7 separate regions of the Mus musculus genome follow, and all the other regions are linked to region 7. Evidence: chromatin contacts called from public ChIA-PET and HiChIP or PLAC-seq data. All regions are on one chromosome and are shown on one strand. Each heading gives the region's core, a stretch centred on a gene start, on an enhancer-like site or on the middle of the called end of the contact. The rest is flanking DNA. Distances are from core to core; before and after follow the strand shown.

Region 1 (2,700 bases), core at 173-2,672, 790 kb after region 7:
CACGAGTCTACCATTGCCCTTGAGCCTCAGTTTCCCCACAAGGACACAGCTTCTGGCAGAGGGCCATGACCACAGCTTCCTGCTGGACAAACTGTCAGGGCTTCTTTTTCTCCCGTGGGAGCCTCTCCCCTCCCCCAACTCACGAAGGGAAGCATCCACCTAGAGGTCCCAACCCAGAGGCTACTACAGAGCCACCCTGGTTCTCCACACCTCAGATGCTCGGCTCTCTCCATGCAGAGACTGAGACTGACCCTGCCACTGCTGCAGCTCTCCCTGCCTTGCCTGGTGGCTTCCCAGAGCCAGGAGGGAGGGACACTGCCCGGAGATGCAGCCAGATGGCTGTAATCCTGCATCAACAGAGGCTTAGACACCTGCTTGGCTCCTTCCCTGTCACTCTGGCCTGCCCAAGCATTCCAGGGCATCTCAGTTTGCAAGGGGCTTTCCCCAGCGCCATAGTGGAGCCTCGGGGCTCTGTCCCTCCCCTGATGGTGTGAGCATCATGCAACCTCAGAATGAGGCTTCGAGGCCTGACCTGTTGCCATCCCCCAACATGGTCAGGGACTGGTCCCTCTTGTAAGTCCTGTGTGAGTGTTCTCCCTAGACACGCCTAGGGCCTGACATGGCAGTTTGGAGAGACCTGCCTGAGTAGAATAGGAAATCTGAAAGAAATCAGAAATGCTACCAAATGCCTGAACTACATTAGAGGGTAGGGGGGGCTTGGGAAAGGTTTCTGTGAGGCAGGGTGGACCAGGGCTGGGCTGGGCTGGGCTGGGGGAGGGTTCCAGATGGGGGCTGGGCAGAAGGAACAGGTGTGAGGAGGCAGAGGGGAGGGGAGCCATCTGGGTGGAAGAGGAGAGCAACTAAGCTACAAGGCCAGCCTCCTGTGTCGACAGAGGCTGGAGCCAGAGGCACAGCGGGGCCTGGGGCTGGCGACAGAACTGAGAAGGAAGGGACACCCTCAAAGTCCTTAGGGTAAGGTTGGCTTTGGGGTAGCAGTACAGATTGTCCATCTCATTATAGTATCTCCATTTACAGGTCTCTCACCTCCAGAGCCCACCCACTGCCCTCCCCAGGACCCTCACCAATCCCATGTTTTGTGGGTCCCATAAAGCCTGGGCTGCCCACGCTGTCCACGTACAGAGTAACAACCCACTCCCACCCCCCAGGACACATGGCTGAGCCCTGGGCAGTGTGGGAATGTGGGCCAGGCAAGAAGGTAAGACTCACTCTTCCCTCTGTCCCTGCACCTGCCCGGTCACCTCCCACACCCTCAGCTCCAAAGCCCATATTTCCATGTGAATGGCCGCCCTCAGCCTGCTAAGCTGGTTAACAAGCCCCCAGCCCCACAGAGGCAGACAGAGGGTGTTAACACAGGCCTATTGTCCCAGCTCGGGCTCCAGGTTGCCATGGCACCTGCCAGGCCTCTGGGCTTGGACTAATCCTTTCTCTGGGCCTTTCACTGCCCTGGTCCCACCCCCCCAGGCTGGTCTCTGTGACTTGGCTGTGCCCAACAAGGCTAGTTTCTCTGCTGAGGTCAGGAGAGGCCATAAGTCTAACCCCCAGGGCCCCTGGCCCCAGCTCTTTGTCCCTGGCATTGTCCCTGTGTCCCTAGCCCTCCAGTTCTCTGGGAACTACAGTGGCTTGGCGGGAATTGGACTCAGCCAGGTGGTCAGTTTTTCCTATTGTGGAGAAGAGTCCTCAGTCCTGATCTCTCTGGCCTGCCCTCTGCTCTTCGGGTATGCCAGACAAGTACTACACCCACTGAGCTAAACTCCCAGCCAGCCCCCTTTCTAAGTTTTTGTTGTTTGTTTGTTTGCTTGTTTTTTTGTGACAGGGTGTCATTATGTAACTCAGGCTATTCTTAGATCTACGATGTCCCTGCTGGGCTTGCAGGTCAGCACCACCTTTTAGAGACCTCCAGAGTCACTTGCCAACAGTCCCTCTAGAATACCAACTCCACTGGGCCAGAAGGTCCAAGACCAAGGGTGCAATAGGTCCTTAGAGGGTGTGGTCCCTGTGTTGTAGGATGGGATCCATGGACAGAGGCACCAAGGGGAGGCCGAGCTCTCTCTCTAGACTGGCTTGACCTCTCCAGGGAAACTCAACTTTCTATCTCCCTATCTCCCTCAGAACCATGAGTCTGAGCATGAAAGACATCTGCCCTCTCTCCTCCTCTTCCACCCCCAGAAGATGGAGGCCCAGGATCTAGGATTCCAGACCAGTACATCACTGAAACGCAGCTTCTCAAATGGTTTCCACACTGACTCCTTTCTCAAATTACAAAGCTTGAGACATCTTTACATGATCTCAGATAGCTACATACATTAAAAACAAGTCCACAAACCAAACGCTCACCATAAATCAGAAAGACATTTACTTTAAAACAATTCTTTGGTATACACAGGACCCTGCAGTTTATTAAGGAACAAGGGAGGAAGAGATGACTCAGTAAAATGTTGGCCGTACAAGCACGAGGACATGAGTTCAGATCCCCTGAACCCATTTGAAAAGCAGCCATGGTGGAGTGTGCTTATAACCCCAGCCTTGGTGTTTAGGGTGTACACGAGTGACAGGGGGACTCCTGAAGCTTATTGGTCAGTCGTCCTGGCAAATCAATGAGCCCCAAGTTCAACCGGAGAGCTCCTCTCAAAAAAAATCAAGATGGAAGCCAGTCGGTGGCAGCACACACCTTTGACCACT
Region 2 (2,700 bases), core at 62-2,561, 860 kb after region 7:
CTCTACCCCTCACACCTGTTCTAATCTGCTCAGGAACACCATCAGCTACTGGAGCTGGGGTCAGGTAGGCAGAGAGTGGGAGCAGGGACAGTCCTGTGTTCTCTCACCCTCAACTTCAGTAAGATGAGGATGGCGGCAGAGATATTTGGCACAGCCCCAGGAGTACTTGATTCCCAGGCTACTGTCTGTCCCAGGAGCCGCCGGAGAGAAACTGTGAGGTGCTTAGTGACCAAGTGGGCTGATCATTCTTTTTTTTCTGGAATCTGGAGCAGGAAGGAAAAGCCCACAGCCCTAGTCCCCCTGCTCTGCACTCAAATGACAGTGGTTCAGTAGTGGGGGTGGTGCTGGGACTTGGCAGGACGCCAGACTTAGGGCTTCGCAGGGAGAGGGCTGCCAAGTGCCCCATGGCCCCCAGCCCAGACGGAGGCCCACTCACCCCACTTCAGCCAGGCCTCATTTTCCACCCTGGGTAGAGAGACTGCTGGCACCCTGGTTTCCCACAACCACACGACACCCTGTGTACATCCCACAGCCTGACCGTGAAGCAAGGGGTCATTAGCAGCCACAGAAGGCTGGCGATGGCCCAGGCTCCTCACCCACCAACAGTCTGGCAAAGGGATTCCCTAGCTGGGGAAAGAGAACGAGGAATACCCTCCTGCCTGAACCCAGGGATCCAGCCTTGGCTAGCGGGGGCTCTGCTGGGGAGAAGCTGACTGCCCAAAGGATGAAGACGGGCCTACCAGGAACCCATAGGATCAGAAGAGGGTCTATCAGGGGAGGGAGGCAGCTCCGTCAATCCGGATCGGAGGCCCTGGTGACACAGAGGGGCTGAACACCTTCCAGGGGGTGTTCGACATTAATCCCTGGAAAGGTTATCAGTGAACGGGAGGCGACTCCTAGAATGAAAGGGGATGGGGAAGCTCCAGCTCCTTGGGAGGGGCCATGACCCGGGGCCCCTGACCCCGCACCCGGGGGCGCGCGTCACCTGCTGGTAGTCGGCGTCCTCGGGCCGGAATTGGCTGCTGGTGGCCTCCCACCGCAGGTCGAAGTGCGGCAGCCGGTGCAGGAGGCTCACCCACCAGGGCGCCGCGTAGCTGACCCCGGCCATGGCGGGCGGGCGGCCACGGGCGCTGCGCCGGGCTTCCCTCGCTGCCGGATGCACGGGGCTCAGGGACCCGCCGACCCCTGCTCAGCTGCCCTCATCGTGCCCGCTTCCAGGGGCCCTGGCCCGGCCCGGCTCGGCCCGGCTCGGCCCGGCTCGGCTGCGCTCGGCTCCGCTCGGCCGCCCGCGCCCGCCGCCTCTTTGTTCACCGCCGCTGCCGCCGCCCCCTCCGCGCACCCGCCCGCTCGCCTTCAGGCTCCACCCCCACACCGCCATAGGCCCACCGCCCTCAGGCCCCACCCCAACCGCCCTCCCGGACATTCGGCCCCGCCCCACACAATGCTATTGGTCGGCACCACGCAGACCCCGCCCATACCAGGGCAGTCTCTGCCTCCGGACTGCCATTGGCATTTCTCCCATAGGCCCTGCCCCCTGCGTTACCATTGGTCTTTTTGCCTACACCTCTCGGTTTAGGCAGGACCCTCAACCTCTTCAGCCATTTCTTCCCTGTAGACCACGAAGGCTGGAATCCAAAGCTCACGTGTAGCATCCTCTCCGACCCATGCCTTTGCTCTCTGGTTTGATCCGGTTTCCACGCAGCCCTCATAAGGACCTGCCAGGGAACCAGTGACCTGTCTCTAGGATGGACATGATCTGCATTCGGGAGCTGCAGCTGTGTGCTCTTGGGCGAATGACTTAGCCTCTCGGTATCAGTGTTGTAGTCTGAGAAAAGGCGTTGCGGAGATAAACCGAGTGTGAAGTGCTCAGAACAAAGCCTGGCGCATAAGCCATAAAGCCGCGTGTAAGGCGATAATGGGCAGATAGATTGAATACCCACCTGCTTTAATTTCAGTTATGGAACCAGGGCCTTACGCATGCAAGCCAGGCACTCTACCACCGACCTAAATCCCCAATCCCCTGTTTTACTTTTTCTGTCGCGGGATCTCTGTAAATTGCTCAGCCTAGCCTCAAACTTGGCAGTCCTCTTGCTTCAGCCTCCCAGGTACTGGGATAACAGGCCTGAACCGCCGCACCTCACTTGCTTGCATCATTCTAAAGATGCAAAAGGAAGATGTAAAGAAAGTTCCCTGTATCCCATCTTGGAAACTAGGCTACTGGTCAGGACACAGCCTATAGAAAGGTCATGGGGGCAGGGGGGCAGTTCTTGCTTCTCCCCGGGTGGAGCGAACATATCCACTTGGCTCTGTGCACTCACAACCCTGGGGCCTTATGTTCTTAGAAACTAGACACATGCAGCTTCTCCATCGGCTAGGTAGCCTCACTCCTCAGCTGGACAGTGGCTTCCTGACAGACCTGTCTTTCAGTTCATGCAACTGCCTGAGGCATCTCCTTCCTTGCACTCTGGCCCGAGGGCAGGGGCCCTTTACAGAGCTGTGGGTTTCAATGTTCTGGATGGCTGGAGGAAGCTACCTAGCTGGGAATCAGCCTGCAGCGATAGGTAAGAAGTTCTTAGGCTTCTTACTCCAGGGCCACACAGCAATGGCTGTTCCCCCTCGCCCCACCCCCAGGCCGAGCTTTCCTCCTAGTGTCAAATGAGCACTTGCCAGACAGAGTCAGTGCAGCAGGTGAGATGCCCG
Region 3 (2,700 bases), core at 73-2,572, 710 kb after region 7:
ATTTGGAGACTGAGCCAGGAGAATGGTAATGAAATGAGGTCATGGGATAGTCCTGATCTTGTCTGGCTGTGCCCTTATGAAAATGGAAATCTGGGCTGAAGTACGCAAAAGGGAGGTAAAGAGAAGGGCTGGAAGATGCTCCTGCAGGGCTCTCTGCAAGAACCAGCCTGCTTGCTACCTCAACTCCTGGCATCTGGCCTGCAGAACCCTAGGAAAAGAGCTGTCCATAGTTGAGGCTGGGTCTGTGTTACAGTTAGAGCAGCCTGAGCAGGTCACACGCACACATGGCAACCCAGGGGACTCAGCTGTAGGTTTTGAATCCTAGTTAGTAAGATGGGATCATCTGCCACCAGAATATAATAAATCTTCCTAGGTTCTGTCCTCTGCCATTCTGTGTCATACTGCTACAGAAAGAGGCTTCTAACCCTAGGCACTGGGAGAGCCCGTTGGCTCGGAACCAGTCCCCTGCTTTGGGAAGGCAGCTCAGTGCTGGGATGTTAAGTGTGCGTCACCACGCTAGCTTTCTTTTGCAGGTGCATGTGTGCACCTCATGTGTGATATGTGGGACTCAGAGGACAACCTCAGGCACCTTCCAACTTCTGTTTGAGACAGAGCTTCTCTTTTGTCTGAAACTTCACCATATAGAGAGGGCTAGGGAGCCAGCAAGCTCCAGACTCTCTCTCTGCCTCCCGGTCTTGCCATACAGGCAAGCACCACGGAGCCTGGCTCACGAGCATGGGCTGTTCACAGGTTCTGTGGATCTGACCACAGTTTCTCACCTTTGTGAGGCGAGCACCTCATTTACCCACTGAATCCTCTCCCCATACCTTGTTTGTTTGTTTGTTTGTTTGTTTTTGAGACAGGCTCTCATTAAGTACGGCTAACCTGGAACTTCCTATCCTACTGCCTCAGCCCCTCCCGTTCCTCCCTCCCCCCTGCCAAGTAGCTGCGGTGACAGCTTGCACCATGCCTGGCTCTCACTAAGAGCTTTACCTGCATGGTCTCTCTTAAGCCCCATAAACTCTGACAGGATTGTCAGCTTGCACAGCCCACGTTGCAAGTTCAAACTGCGAGACAGGCAACGCCCCTTGAGATCAGCCACGCCCCCACTCCGGATTGGTTGCTGCAAAAGGGGCGGGACGCTCAGGGATGGTGGGTGGGACCAATCTCTGGCCGTAAATAAGGTGCCACATGGCACTGGCTGGCGAGGGCAGGAACGGGGAGAAGTGCGCAAGCGCATCCAGAACGGGCGTAGTCCCGCTCGTTAGCTCTCGCGAGAGGATGGAGGGAGGTCTGCCTGGGGGCGGAGCCGCGCCTCGGGCGGGGCTGCTAGCGGGAGGAGGCGATTTCGGCTGCAGAATCAGCATCACCAGCAACAGCAGCAGCGGCGGTGACTGTGGCGGGCGCTAGGTGAGGAGCGCAGGCTCGAGCAGAGCGAGGGGTGCGTAGGAGTCCCGAGTCCTAGGGTGGGGCGATGGTCCATGGTTTGGCGATGCAGATTGGTACCTCCTTCTGCCTGGCTTAGGCAGCTCCCACGTGGTCCCGGGTTCGAATCCCAGTTCTGTCCAGCTGGCTGTGTAACCTTAGCCAAGCGTGCACCTTCTCTGAGCCATCTTCTTGTGCAGCCCTGCAGAATGCGTGGAGGAAGGTGTGGCCACTTGGCCGACCTCCTTTGCAGTAGTAGCGGCTGGCTCGGAGGTTGGGAAAACACCTTCCCAGTTTTGCCTCTGGCTGTTTGGGTGTCCAGGCGAGAAAGCAATTGTTCAGAGACTGTTGTGCTGCAGTGTCCCGGCCAGACCTTGCAGGAGGCTGTCTCCGAAGCCAGGTTTTGTACCGAGCAAGCACTGGCCCCACATCTCACCCCAGTCTACTGAGCATCCTCCTGCCCTGTGCATTGCTGCGGGTGCCCCCAGCAGCAGCCTCATGCCTGGTGGGCCACAGGAAGCCGCGCATTAGTGGCTAACAGTAGGACCTATCTTCTCTTTGGGCTTCTGGCCACGAAGACATCGCTGGCAGACCTTGGGTTCCTTCCGCACATCCGCCTAGCTGTCGCACAGAGAGCTGTAATGTTTGCACCCTTCTTAAATTATTTATTTTATAATCCCACGCTGCGCTGGGAGCCCCGGAATTGAGTGGGAATGTCACCCTCGGGGGAGAACGGGGCTGTGAGCCTTCCATTGCTGGGACAGCACCGTGTGGCTCCAGCCTAGGTAACATGAGTTAGGGCCCTGTTTCCGGGTGTGAAGGAGAGAAAAAAGATTGTTGGGAAACTGCTATGTGCTGGGTATGATACTGCAACTTCGCGAGTTGCCTAAGGTGGAGCGAGTTGCCTAAGGTGGAGCGTGGTGCCAGTTCTTGTGAGCTTAGGCAAGAAGATTGCTGTGAGTTTGAGGGCAGCCTGGGCCGCATAGTGAGGTTCAGGCCAGCCTGGGCTACAGGGTAAGACTCAGACTTAAAACAAAACAACACAAAAATTACAAAAGGGCCTGCCTGTACCTTCATGTTTAATTTCCTTGCTAGGATCTGGGGCTGAGCTTGCTTGTACCCGTATTGTCATGTCGCTTTCGTGGGTCTGCATCTTCAGTTTCCTGCTGTAAGGGCAAACCACCATATTGGGTGGAATGCTGGGAACCATGGGCCCTGGGTAGCTCAGGTCGTCCTGGTTCAGGGCCACTTGAGTGCCAAGTGTATGAAAGACGT
Region 4 (2,700 bases), core at 105-2,604, 930 kb after region 7:
TGGGGGACCCAGGTGGTTGTGATCCTCCTGATACGTTGTTGGGAAGAGCAGCCGGTCCCCTTAACCACCGATCGAGCTTCCCCACCTTGGCTTTTGAGACAAGGTCTTTCTCATTCAACTCTGTTTTCACCGGGTTGGTTAGACTGACCATCAGTGAGCTCTGTTGGACTCTGTACTGGGATCACATGGGGACCAAGCTTACAGCACCCTAGCCTTTGGGGGGTGGAGGGGGACAAGCTAGACTCCATTCAATCCACATTACAATGTAGCATCATCAGCCTAGAGTCCCCAGAGTCAGTGACGTTCAGTGACTTTGCCTCCCACCTTGCCCCGGGCTTCCCACTGACCAACCTCATTCTGCAAATATTCCTCCCTGTGTAACCGTTCGTCTCTTTAGTTTATAAATCAGTGTCCATGTGTGTGCGTGCACCACGTGTATTTAGATCTTCTGGAGGAGCAGTGGACCCTCAGCCTCTCTCCTGTTTCTCCACACTATCTTTTGAGACAGGCTCTCAACTGAACCTGGAGCTCCCAGGCTAGGTTGGCTGGCTTGTAAGCCCCAGGGATTTCTCCGCCCCTGCTTCCCCGGCTCTGGAATTATAAGGGCGTACTCCTGCATCTGCCTTTTATGTAGGTGCTACGAGGTCTGGATTTGAGTCCTCATGCCTATGTGGAAATCACTTTACAGACAGAACCATAGATCTGTCATCTTTTATTGTCCAAAATGAGCCAGGAGAGAGGCCTGGGCAGAAGGGTGAGAAAAGACTTCTGATAGGAGCCAGGCAAGGAACAGTGCAGGATGCGTGGAGTCAGGGAGAGGAGATGAGCAGGGTGCTGAGCGAGTGGTCGTCTAAGGGGTACCCAGCATCCCCTCCTGGTCTCAAGTCTCAAAGAAGATGGATGGAGGGCCTTGATTCTCAGAAGACTGTTAGCTGACCTCCCTAGGACAGGGCCTTCTGAGGGGATTTGGGGAAACTGAGTCAGCCCCAGACCTCATCCTCCGTAAACCTACATTATAGACAACACTGTAGCCCCAGCCATCATCAGCACGGAGTGATTATGCCAGGAGGTTTGTTGAATGACTGAATGACCTAAGTCTGCTCCTGTGCCAGGCAGCCTAGAACCCCCTTCATGAGGTGTAAGCCTAGGCCACTCGTGGGACACTCCCCTGTTTGTGCCAGAGGCGGAGGACACAGAGACCTCCCATCTCGCCCCCTCTGTGGGACCCTCTTCCCCACACACATCAGTTCCTGTCAGAGCCAAGATGTGTCGCCATGGAAACTGCTTGGCAAAGGCTGGCAGGCAGAGGCGGCCAGCAGCCGCTCACACTACCCAGCTCCTGGCGGCACCCGTTGAAGTGACACGAGCGTGCCTGGCGGTGTGTGGCATGTGTGCGGTAAGTGAGGGCTTGGGTAGGCACATAAGTGTTTGTGTGATGTGTGTCAGAGGTGGTCTGGGAGTGTGTGCTCTTGTGTGTGCATACATGTGCATGTGTGTCAACAGGGTGAACTGTGGCCGTATGCATGCGCTCTGGGTGTGATGGCTGCTGGGTGCGCACAGTGATGGGAAATAGAGGACTGATGGGGATGTGTGCACTACAGGCTGGGTGTCACTAGGTGAAGGACCAGACCAAGGTGCCCTGCAGTTGCTGTCCCCACCCTCGAAGTGGACCTCCTAGCCAAAGACAGCCACGGCTCAGGTAATTATCCGTCAGAAGGAGTGCATGACTGGAGGGCTTCTGGGAGGCGGCAGCTACTGGGAGTCAGGCAGGTGAAGGGGAGAAGAGCAGTTATCTAGGTACAGCCTGGAGTCTGGGAGTGATGAAGAAAGACTGGAAAAGAGGAGAGACAGCCAGTAGGGATGAATAAGGTTGGCTTGCACTCAAATTTTAAAAGGCCATCTTCCTAGAATGGGGGTGCCAGAAAAGGCACCCACAGAGGTGGCACATGGGGTGAGAGGACAAACGGCTGGGACAGACAGAGCCAGGTGGCTAGGAAGCTTTGATGCTCCAGGGACAAGATGGGGCTTTCTCGTGAGACTAAGGGACACCTGAGGATCTTGCTGTGCAGGAGGACTGGGCTTGAACGGAGAGAGGTCAGGTGGAGCCAGCTGTGCTGGGCAGTCGGGAGAAAAAAATATATATATATATGGAGGTTGACCAGATGTTTCAAAGTGAGTGCAAGCCTGTGGGTAGGGTAGAGGAGTGTCTGGGAGGCATGCAACTTCTGCAGTGTGAGAGCATATAAAGAGAAGTTTGGGTCCCCAGGGTCTTGTCCCCAGGATCTGAGGACAGTACCATGCTCTCCATGTGCTACTTGTTCTCTATCCTTGTAGCCCCCCACCCCAGCTCTTTTATCTATGTGGGGGATGAAGATACTTTGGTGACCCCACCCTCCAGGTGCCTAGAGCCACCAGAAGCCCCAGGGTGGGCTGTTCCCTGGCTCCCAGGCCCATGCTCTCCTGAAGGGAATGCCTGTGCCTCATCCTGCCCCCCCCCTTAGGGTGCATGGACTGCCAAGGTGACAGAGACAGATGTCACTGGGCATGTGGTGGACACGAGGAACAAACCTCCATTTGGGGGTCTTGCTCAGATCCCCCTCTCAGGTGTCTTCCCACACTGGGGGCTACCTGGATGCCACTGCAGGGGTCTGTTGCTGCCAGGCTGCGCCTTGGTTCCTTACAAGCCTGTCCAGGACAACC
Region 5 (2,700 bases), core at 142-2,641, 650 kb after region 7:
GGGTCAGCTACCAGAGCATTGGGCATGTCTGCTTGGCTGGGCCTGCTGGAGCACTGTGCCTGTGTTTACTGTTAAGTAGACAGTTGAACCAGTCCATGAAAACAAAACCTGTGAGCTCAGAGGGCTCCAGCTGATGAGATGTGACCCCTTGCTTCCCAGAGTCCTTGGGTAGTGTCTGGAATAGCACTCTATACTCAGGACAGGATGTGCTGTCTAGGACCCATCCCAACACTTATGTAGCACATTGTAGGACTGGCAATGTCAGTGCATAGCATAGCACCTGCCTGGGTTCCATCCCAGCATCTCCCACCCCCAAAAGGGCCGAGGGGAAGGAAGTGAGAGTCTTTAAAGCCTATGTGGGGCTGTTCCATTCAGTTCACAAAGCCCCTGAAGAGATGGTTGGCAGCAAGGAGCCCAGCATTTGAGTTGAGGCGGAGCTCCTGGGAGGCAGAGGCAGGCGGATTTCTGAGTTCGAGGCCAGCCTGGTCTACAGAGAGGGTTCCAGGACAGCCAGGGCTACACAGAGAGAATCTGTCTCTAGAATCTTGCGGAGAAAGCTAAGCTGAAGTTGCTGCTGTTCTCATTGGCACTGCTGTGAGAGTTTCTTGTCATAGACCAGTGGGTGACGAGCAGGCCCAGGATCCTTGCAGCATTGTTTGCTAGCCATCTTTTCTGCTGGAGGGGGAACACAGCCAGGTGCAGGTGTTTTTGTCCAGAGCTCAGGTTGGTGCTGTGGCTGCTAAGAGTAACGGTCCAGGGCAGCCTTGCACATTTTGCATGATGGTTCCCACTGCCCTCTAGGTGGACAATGCTTACTGGCTGTGGACCTTCCAAGGTCGCCTTCTGCAGAAGAACAACAAGGACCGCTTCTGCCAGCTGCTCTGGAGACCAAGGCCCCCAACACTCCTCAGCCAGGATCAGATAAAGGTCTGTGGTCCCTGCCTGGTTGGGGTAAGGGAACTGTTGTGGCACTGAAGGAAACCAAGCATTTGTCCTGTGACTGGACAGGGGCAGTCAATGGAGAGTGGAGGTAGGACGTGGAGAGGGCTCTGAAGAGATGCAGGGCCAATGAGACCTGACCCAAAGCCATGTTAGGTTAGGCAGTGCTTATAATCCCAGTAGGCTGAGGCAGGAGGATGGTGAGTTCTTTCCAGACTCTGACATATAGCAATAGGATGATCCTGCCTGTGTCCTCTGCTCCCCTCCCCTTGCACCTTCTTCCCCCCCACCCCCCCACCCCCCCACCCCCGACTTCAGAATACCCATGATAGTCTGTTTAAGCCAGACAGGCTATAAGCAAGTTCCAGTGGGATTGGAAGAGCTAAGAAGGGGTTATGTAATGGGATAGGTTTGTGGTATTAGGTCAGAGCTGGGAGTGACTCACCTTAGGAATCATCTCCATGAGGTGAGACTCGCCAGCTGGCCATGCTGGTGCCCTGGGGCTGAATCCTCTTAGTCCTGGAGGCTGTCACTGCACACTGGCATCTTTAAAGGCAGCAGTTGGGAATCTTGCTTTGAAGGCTCAATCCTGAGAGACTTGTCTTGGTTTCAGCAAATTAAAAAGGATCTGAAGAAGTACTCCAAGATCTTTGAGCAGAAGGATCGCTTGAGCCAGTCCAAAGCTTCAAAGGTGAGCCTGAGGGATGCTCACAGGAGCCTGATCTGGCTTGTTCTCCGGATGTGAAGGTGAACGAACTAGCAATGGGGAGCAGAAGGCCAGCACCCACAACACTGAGTGAAGGCTAGCTTTTTCTTGCAAGAAGCAGGGGGGAGTATGATTAGGAAGAGGAACGAGGGCCCCGCTTAAGGGAGGTTCTGTGGAAGGCTTGCCCAGTGCACAAGCACTGACATCTTCCAGACTTCTTCACCAGTGGTTGCTAGATATGGTGGGGTCATTGTCATTGAGCAAGAATGTCCTACAACCTTCCCTACCTGACAGGAACTGGTGGAAAGAAGGCGGACCATGATGGAGGACTTCCGGCAATACCGGAAAATGGCCCAGGAACTCTACATGAAGCAGAAGAACGAGCGTCTAGAGCTACGAGGAGGTAACCAAGCTTCTGGGCTTGTCTGCAAGTGCAGTGGTTCCCCGAGAGGCCGTGTCCCAGGGGTCAGTCTATTGTCTGTTCTCTCAGGGGTGGACACTGACGAGCTGGACAGCAACGTGGATGACTGGGAGGAAGAGACCATTGAGTTTTTTGTCACCGAGGAAGTCATTCCTCTGGGAAGTCAGGAGTGATCTCAGCACTGTGGTAAGATCTGTGAACAAGAAACTAGGAATGAGGGTCTGCTGACGAGCCCTGGCTGCTTGTTAGACCACCACATAGAGGACATCCCAGGAGGGTGGCAGTGCTGCTGCTAGTGGGTGCTAGGGAGCTTGGGGAGAAGCAGAGGCGGGCATGGCCATCTCCAGAGGTCAGGGACAGCACTGTCACCATGTTGATATTGTTGGTGCAGGACGGAGTGCCTACCTGCCTGCCTGCCTGCCTGCCTGCCTGCCTGCCTGCCTGCCTGCCTGCATGTGGTATTGCTTGGTACTGGGCTCCTTCAGGAACCATGAGAGAGAGGGTGGGGGGGGAGAGGGCGAGCGTGAGCGCTAAGCCTCTCATGGCATGGAGCCTGCTCAGTGAAGAGTCCGGCTGTGCTCCCTTGCTTTGTGTCTGACTAAATGGTGGTTCATCTGTTGCAGTGTCACCGTGC
Region 6 (2,700 bases), core at 198-2,697, 750 kb after region 7:
AACAGTCTCCACCTGCCTGGTCTTGATGCTGGTGTGAGTCAGCAGAGAGAGCCATGGACTGCCCTGGCATCCTTGATCTGAGACCCAGGTCCCAGCCAATGCAGCCAAGCTACCTGGTTGAGATTCAACCAGTGAAGAGACAGAGGGCCTGGAAGATTCCTCAGGGACCATTCAGTCTGAGCCACACAGGGCCAGACCCCATAGCGTTCTATGCATAAGACCACATGGCCCATGGAGGCCTCCCAAGAGAAACCTGGGTGGGTTAGGAGGAAGACAAGAGCAAGAGGATCAGTGGCCTGTCTGGATGGATGGGGAGGGACTGGGAAGAGTGTCAATCAAGTAACGAGGACAAGCAGAAGCCACAGGTGGGCTTTCACGTAGGGCAGCCTCTGTCCAGTTCCTGCTGGCACTGAGGGCGAACACCTTTCTTCCCCAGGCCTCAGTTTCCTCATTGTACTGGCTGGTTTGTGTGTCACCTTGACACAAGCTGGAGTTATCACAGAGAAAGGAGCCTCCCTTGAGGAAATGCCTCCATGAGATCCAGCTGTAAGGCATTTTCTCAATTAGTGATCAAGGAGGAAAGGCCCATTATGGGTGGGGCCATCCCTGGACTGGTGGTCTTGGGTTCTATAAGAGAGCAAGCTGAGCAAGCCAGGGGAAGCAAGCCAGTAAGAAACATCCCTCCATGGCCTCTGCATCAGCTCCTGCTTCCTGACCTACCTGAGTTCCAGTCCTGACTTCCTTTGGTGATGAACAGCAGTGTGGAAGTGTAAGCCAAATAAACCCTTTCCTCCCCAACTTGCATCTTGGTCATGATGTTTTGTGCAGGGATACAGACCCTAAATAAGACATCCATCTACCAGGTCACTGTTCCAGGACCACTGGATCCTAGTGCGTGGGAAAATACTCCCTTCCATCCCGTGGCCTGAGACACCACTGTGGCAATGCCAGCCTGGGCTCTTGGGTGCTTGCCACACACTGGCAGGGAGACAATGGCCACCTCTGAGCTGAATGTGGGTGGTAGTATCCATGGTGAGGGGCTGCCCAAGCAGCAGTGCCAACTACCCATCCAGGGTCAGCCAGGCTGTGGCCCTGGGGACAGCTTTGTCTCCTAAGCTGGACCTGAGCCCATGACAGGCTCTGAATGGCTGGCTGTCAGCATGGCAGAGTTCACAGAGAAGGAAGGGGCTCTTGGCTGCAGAGATGCTGGCCGGAGGGAGAAGAATTGAACAGCTTTGCGGGGTCTTCAAGGCACAAACACAGACAGGGGCATCCAGCCTGGGTCACTGACTGTCAGTGTACCCTCCACCTCCTGACACATCATGGTTCTGCCTGCCGATTCCCCACCCCCACCCCTGATTCTGCCCCTCTGTAAAGACGAAGCCTAGTGTGCTCTCAGGAGGACGTGGCCCCCATTTCCAAGTTCCGGGATGTTCTAGGCAGTTGGCCAGAGCACAATGGGTCCCTCTGGCCTCCCCTGAACTGTCAAGGTCTGGATTCTGCTCCATCCGGCCACTGGCTGTGCCCACTTCCCACTCCCTACCTCTCCCCAAGACTGGCAGGAACTCAGCTAGAGCACAGAGTGGCAACCCATCCCCAGTGGAGGGTCTCAGTGTCCTCCCCAAAATATTTGCAAAACCTCTTCATAACTCATTTATAAGAGGACAGGTTAAGAGGAAGCTGTAGAGGGGCTCAGTAGTTAAGAAAACTGGCTGCTGTTGCAGAGACTGAGGTTTAGCTCCCAGAATCCACCTGGTGGCTCACAGCCATTTCTAACTCCAGTTTCAGGGGATCTGACACTGGTCTCTGGTCTCTTTGGGCACTAGGCACACAAGGAATGCACAGACTTAGGTGTAAACAAAGCGCTCATACACATAAAATAACAATGAATAAATCTTTTTTAATTAGGGGCTTAGGATGGGACTCAGTTGGTAGAGGACCACATAAACCAGGAGCGGTGGCAGAGACAGAAAGTTTAGAAATACAAGGCCATTCCATGCTACCTATGACTGTTGATGTCAGCAAAGGCTGCTGATGTCAGCAAAGGTCCTGTCTCTGAAATGAAAGAAAAGTGGGCCAAGGAGATGGCTCAGTGAGAAACTGCTGGCTGCACAAACTTGAGGAACTGAGTTCAAATCCCCAGCAGCCACCCACAGAAAACTGGCTGTGATTCCATGCATAATCCAGCACACCCGGTGGAGGGGGGTGAAGGGACAAGAGAGACAGAGACAGGCGAATCCTTAGAAGTTTACAAGCCACCTATTCTGCTGTGTGTGCAGCAGAAAATCTGAGACCCTGTCACAAGCAAGGTGAAGGGCAAGTTCAGATACCCGAGGCTGCCCTCTGACCGTCACATGGGCCAGGATATTTATGCCCCCGTGCTCATACACAAAATTGCTCTCTCTCTCTCTCTCTCTCTCTCTCTCTCTCTCTCTCTCTCTCTCTCTCTCTCACACACACACACACACATACACACACACAAATAAAAAAAAACTCTTTCTCTAAAGTATGTATTTTTCCAATTAAAGTCACTGAAATCGTCACTGAAATATCTGAGAACGTACAGGAAACAGGCTGCCGTGATTCTGACAAAACAGACCCTGCCAGGGCTGCAGTGCGAGCCTTCCTATCTGAGGAGGTCCACACATGCATGGAGCTTGTTATGGGTTGAATTGAAAATGATATCTTTTAGGAGCCAGG
Region 7 (2,700 bases), core at 7-2,506:
TTGGAAGTCAGTCTTCCTAGCAGCCTTCAGATGAAGATGTAGAACTCTCAGCTCTGCCTGCACCATGACTGCCTGGATGCTACCATGATCCTTGATGATAATGGACTAAACCTCTGAACCTATAAGGCAGCCCTAACTAAATGTTGTCCTTATAAGAGTTACCTTGGTCGTGGTGACTATTCACAGCAGTAAAAACCTAACTAAGACACTATCCATTGCTTACAGGGAGAGGGAGAGGGGGGAGGGGGAGGGGAGGGGGAGGGGGAGAGGGAGAGGGAGGGAGGAGAGGGAGGGAGGAGAGGGAGAAGGGGGGAGGGGGAGGGGGAGGGGGAGGGGCAGGCTTAGGTGAAGGCACTTAGGGTGAAGGCAGAAGGATTAAGAGCTTCAAGACAGTGCCAGTGAGGTGGCTCAGTGGGTAAAGGTACCAAGTCTGAGTTCAATTTTCGGAACCCAAAAGTGGAAAGAAAAAACAGATTCCCTAAAGTTGCCCTCTGACTTCCACACATTCGTGGTAGTGTGTGCACACCAATCCACATACATATGAACACACATATAAATAAGTAAAAAAAAAAAATAAAGTTTTATAAGTGTTCCAGGCCACTCTGAGCTGCACAGTGAGACCTTACCTCTGTCTCAGATATAAATCAAAAGGTCATGGTATGGGTCAGAAGAGGATGCTACATACATATCTCTTTCTCCTTTGTAGGGTGCATCTGCCTTGCTGATTATGTGGTGTAACTGAGCCACTTCGCCACCTTGACGTGGGCTTGGTGTTAGGTCCAGAACATGGTCACTAGCCAGTTGGCCTCTATTCTCTCTGCCAAGACCCGGGGAGGCTCCAGCAGCCTCAGGATCACAGTGAGTAGCATAGACGACAGTGGGTGACATAGAGACATAATGCCCAGGCTGAAAGTTCAAGGAAACGTGGGGTCCATACCCAGTGTGCGTCACGCTCGCCTGACACCCCCTACCTTGGGAAAGGAGCACAGACCCCGCCCCGGGTGTGTTGGGGATGGACAGGGCCAGGAGCTCAGCAATGAGACAACTGCACGTGGAAGCATGTAGGAGGACCCAGGGACTGGGGCAGCGAGGGGCGTGGCCATCAGGGGCGTGGTGCCGACGCGCGGCCAGAGAGGGCGTGGTTTTGGTGAGCGAAGAAGCGTGAGCAACAGGGGCGTGATCACTAGGGGCGTGGCCATCGCGGGGGCGGGGCGGTGACGCGCTTCGACGCGCGATCCCGGAAGCGGTGTCAGTACTGGGGAGCCGGCGGCGGGCGGCGGGTGGCAGGGACTTGTTGTTCTTCGCCGAGTCGGAACGAGAAGTCCGAAGCGCGCAGGCGGAGACGGCGACTAAGGGGAGCGCGAGAGCAGAAGCGCTTGTGAAGAGTGCGTGTCCGCAAGGAGCCGCCGCGCCCGGCCCCGCGCGCGACCCGGGTGAGTGAGGGGCTTCGGGAACTGGGTAGGGGAACCCAGAGTTCGTGCACCTGCGGGAGGAGCACCCCGAAGGCCGCGGGACCCAGCCTGGGCCTCGAGCACGTGCCACGCGGGACCTAGCTCAAGGCCCACACGGGACCCACCACGTGCGGGAGAGTGGCACCCGGGAGCCGTGCGCACCTGGCCATTTCCGTCGGCGTAGAATTCGCCCCCACCTCGCCCCCGGCCGGGACCCCGAAAGGGCCTGAGTAACTGGTGTCACTTTCTAATCAGCTGACCGGCCAGCGGTGCCGGATGTGGAAGCTGTGGGTGGGGAGCGAGGCAGGTGACCGTCTTGGCCAGCCTATCGCTTCCGTCACTTTCTTCAGGTGTGGTCTGGGGCCAAGGTCCCATCCAACTCTGAAGTGCGAGGTTCCCTAGTAGGGTGAGCGGATAGGCGTGTTAAGAGTGTGCATGTTTACGAGCGTGCGGCGAGAAATCAGAAGCAAAAACTCTAGCAAATTACAGGTGAAGAAAGCCTCGTGGGTCCTAGGTGCCTAGATTAGATCTCTTTGGGGGAGATAGACTCCTCTTCTGGTATCCTTGAGATAACAGCCACTCCAGCCTCCTAGAACTTGCCCCGTAAGAACGCAGTCGGTATTTGGGAGGTGAGGCTGCTTGGTGCTCTTGTTTCTCTAGGGAAGTTAGTCTGAGCCTCGCTTTTCACACAGCTCTCATTGCTAACACAGATGCACTTTAACAGTTCGCCTTCCAATTGATGGACAGGCACTCAGTACACTCAGTCCTCAAAAGCTAGCTTGTGTCTCAGCTGGTAGGTAGTTCACCCCTTCCACTCCTGTGGAGTCACTAAAATTAGCCCTGGGACCCCAGAGGTTGGCACTGCTGAGGTCATACTGTGGCAGCAACATTTCAGAAGGTATCTGGTGGAGTGCACGTGGGTACTTTGATGCTTTGAGCTGGTGTTTTAGGGCCAGGTAACTTCTTTCAAAGGTGTTGGTCTAAAGCCATTATGTTATGGTGGCACATGCTTGTACTCCTAGCACATGGGAGTCTGAGGCAGGAAGATCTTGAGTTTAAGGTTAGCCTGGATTGCTTAGCTAGTTCAAGACCAGCCTTAGTTACATAGCGAGACACTGTCACACAAAACCAAACTGAAACAGTAGGTGTGAATTTAAGCATGTGGATGGAGTCAAGAAAGCTGTATAGGCAGGACCTACCTGCAGCCCATGTCACTGGGGACAGCCCTCACTGATGACAAAAACCTTCC

Evidence for each region. ChIA-PET counts read pairs in DNA pulled down with a chosen protein or histone mark. HiChIP or PLAC-seq counts read pairs in DNA pulled down with a chosen protein or histone mark.
Region 1: an H3K4me3 HiChIP or PLAC-seq map of embryonic forebrain shows a contact between it and region 7, with 4 times the contacts expected there. The contact joins the enhancer-like site here to the promoter of Mafk in region 7. A contact is called at or near these places in 4 of 115 datasets of contacts at active chromatin or transcription factors (astrocytes, bone marrow-derived macrophages, double positive thymocytes and 1 more) and 1 of 9 other capture datasets (embryonic stem cells).
Region 2: an H3K27ac HiChIP or PLAC-seq map of double positive thymocytes shows a contact between it and region 7, with 7 times the contacts expected there. The contact joins the promoter of Ttyh3 here to the promoter of Mafk in region 7. A contact is called at or near these places in 3 of 39 promoter capture datasets (cranial neural crest, embryonic stem cells and maxillary cranial neural crest) and 11 of 115 datasets of contacts at active chromatin or transcription factors (the NIH/3T3 cell line, astrocytes, double positive thymocytes and 8 more).
Region 3: an RNA polymerase II ChIA-PET map of memory CD8 T cells shows a contact between it and region 7, with 35 read pairs. The contact joins the promoter of Chst12 here to the promoter of Mafk in region 7. A contact is called at or near these places in 2 of 39 promoter capture datasets (liver and pre-B cells), 5 of 484 Hi-C or Micro-C datasets (B cells, CD4 T cells, CD8 T cells and 2 more), 9 of 115 datasets of contacts at active chromatin or transcription factors (cardiomyocytes, double positive thymocytes, effector CD8 T cells and 6 more) and 3 of 9 other capture datasets (adipose tissue, liver and macrophages).
Region 4: a contact with region 7 is called in an H3K4me3 HiChIP or PLAC-seq map of embryonic forebrain, with 4 times the contacts expected there. The contact joins the promoter of Amz1 here to the promoter of Mafk in region 7. A contact is called at or near these places in 3 of 115 datasets of contacts at active chromatin or transcription factors (embryonic forebrain, epiblast stem cells and memory CD8 T cells).
Region 5: an H3K27ac HiChIP or PLAC-seq map of trophoblast stem cells shows a contact between it and region 7, with 9 read pairs. The contact joins the enhancer-like site here to the promoter of Mafk in region 7. A contact is called at or near these places in 1 of 39 promoter capture datasets (stem cell-derived epiblast-like cells), 1 of 484 Hi-C or Micro-C datasets (bone marrow-derived macrophages), 4 of 115 datasets of contacts at active chromatin or transcription factors (embryonic hindbrain, embryonic stem cells, epiblast stem cells and 1 more) and 1 of 9 other capture datasets (embryonic stem cells).
Region 6: a contact with region 7 is called in an H3K4me3 HiChIP or PLAC-seq map of forebrain, with 5 times the contacts expected there. The contact joins the enhancer-like site here to the promoter of Mafk in region 7. A contact is called at or near these places in 5 of 115 datasets of contacts at active chromatin or transcription factors (astrocytes, embryonic forebrain, embryonic hindbrain and 2 more) and 1 of 9 other capture datasets (adipose tissue).

What each region holds. Positions count from the first base shown.
Region 1 is chr5:140,582,804-140,585,503 of GRCm38.p6, forward strand. No RefSeq gene overlaps it. Among named protein-coding and RNA genes, the nearest start is that of Gm30603, 12 kb to the right of the region's middle. Within about 2 kb of position 1,423, at least 79 of the 459 cell types and tissues checked have an H3K27ac peak or open chromatin away from gene starts, as enhancers often do. A contact at or near this core is called in astrocytes, embryonic forebrain and embryonic stem cells, where this site is marked.
Region 2 is chr5:140,647,720-140,650,419 of GRCm38.p6, forward strand. It overlaps Ttyh3 (tweety family member 3), which reads right to left and starts at 1,312. Exons shown (of 14, transcript NM_175274.5): 1 at 986-1,312. The coding sequence starts at 1,108.
Region 3 is chr5:140,504,287-140,506,986 of GRCm38.p6, forward strand. Chst12 (carbohydrate sulfotransferase 12) reads left to right here and starts at 1,323. Exons shown (of 2, transcript NM_021528.3): 1 at 1,323-1,410. The region is part of intron 4 of Gm38728 (a long non-coding RNA gene); the gene reads right to left.
Region 4 is chr5:140,722,773-140,725,472 of GRCm38.p6, forward strand. Amz1 (archaelysin family metallopeptidase 1) reads left to right here and starts at 1,355. Exons shown (of 8, transcript NM_173405.2): 1 at 1,355-1,396; 2 at 1,602-1,699.
Region 5 is chr5:140,440,185-140,442,884 of GRCm38.p6, forward strand. Eif3b (eukaryotic translation initiation factor 3, subunit B) reads left to right here. Exons shown (of 19, transcript NM_133916.2): 15 at 802-927; 16 at 1,553-1,630; 17 at 1,940-2,048; 18 at 2,136-2,252; 19 at 2,690-2,700. The coding sequence ends at 2,239. Among named protein-coding and RNA genes, the nearest start is that of Gm4869, 3.9 kb to the right of the region's middle. Within about 2 kb of position 1,392, at least 14 of the 459 cell types and tissues checked have an H3K27ac peak or open chromatin away from gene starts, as enhancers often do. A contact at or near this core is called in trophoblast stem cells, where this site is marked.
Region 6 is chr5:140,541,969-140,544,668 of GRCm38.p6, forward strand. All of the region lies in intron 2 of Gm42808 (a long non-coding RNA gene), which reads right to left. Among named protein-coding and RNA genes, the nearest start is that of Gm42808, 6.4 kb to the right of the region's middle. Within about 2 kb of position 1,448, at least 36 of the 459 cell types and tissues checked have an H3K27ac peak or open chromatin away from gene starts, as enhancers often do. A contact at or near this core is called in astrocytes and forebrain, where this site is marked.
Region 7 is chr5:139,790,280-139,792,979 of GRCm38.p6, forward strand. It overlaps Mafk (v-maf musculoaponeurotic fibrosarcoma oncogene family, protein K (avian)), which reads left to right and starts at 1,257. Exons shown (of 3, transcript NM_010757.2): 1 at 1,257-1,433.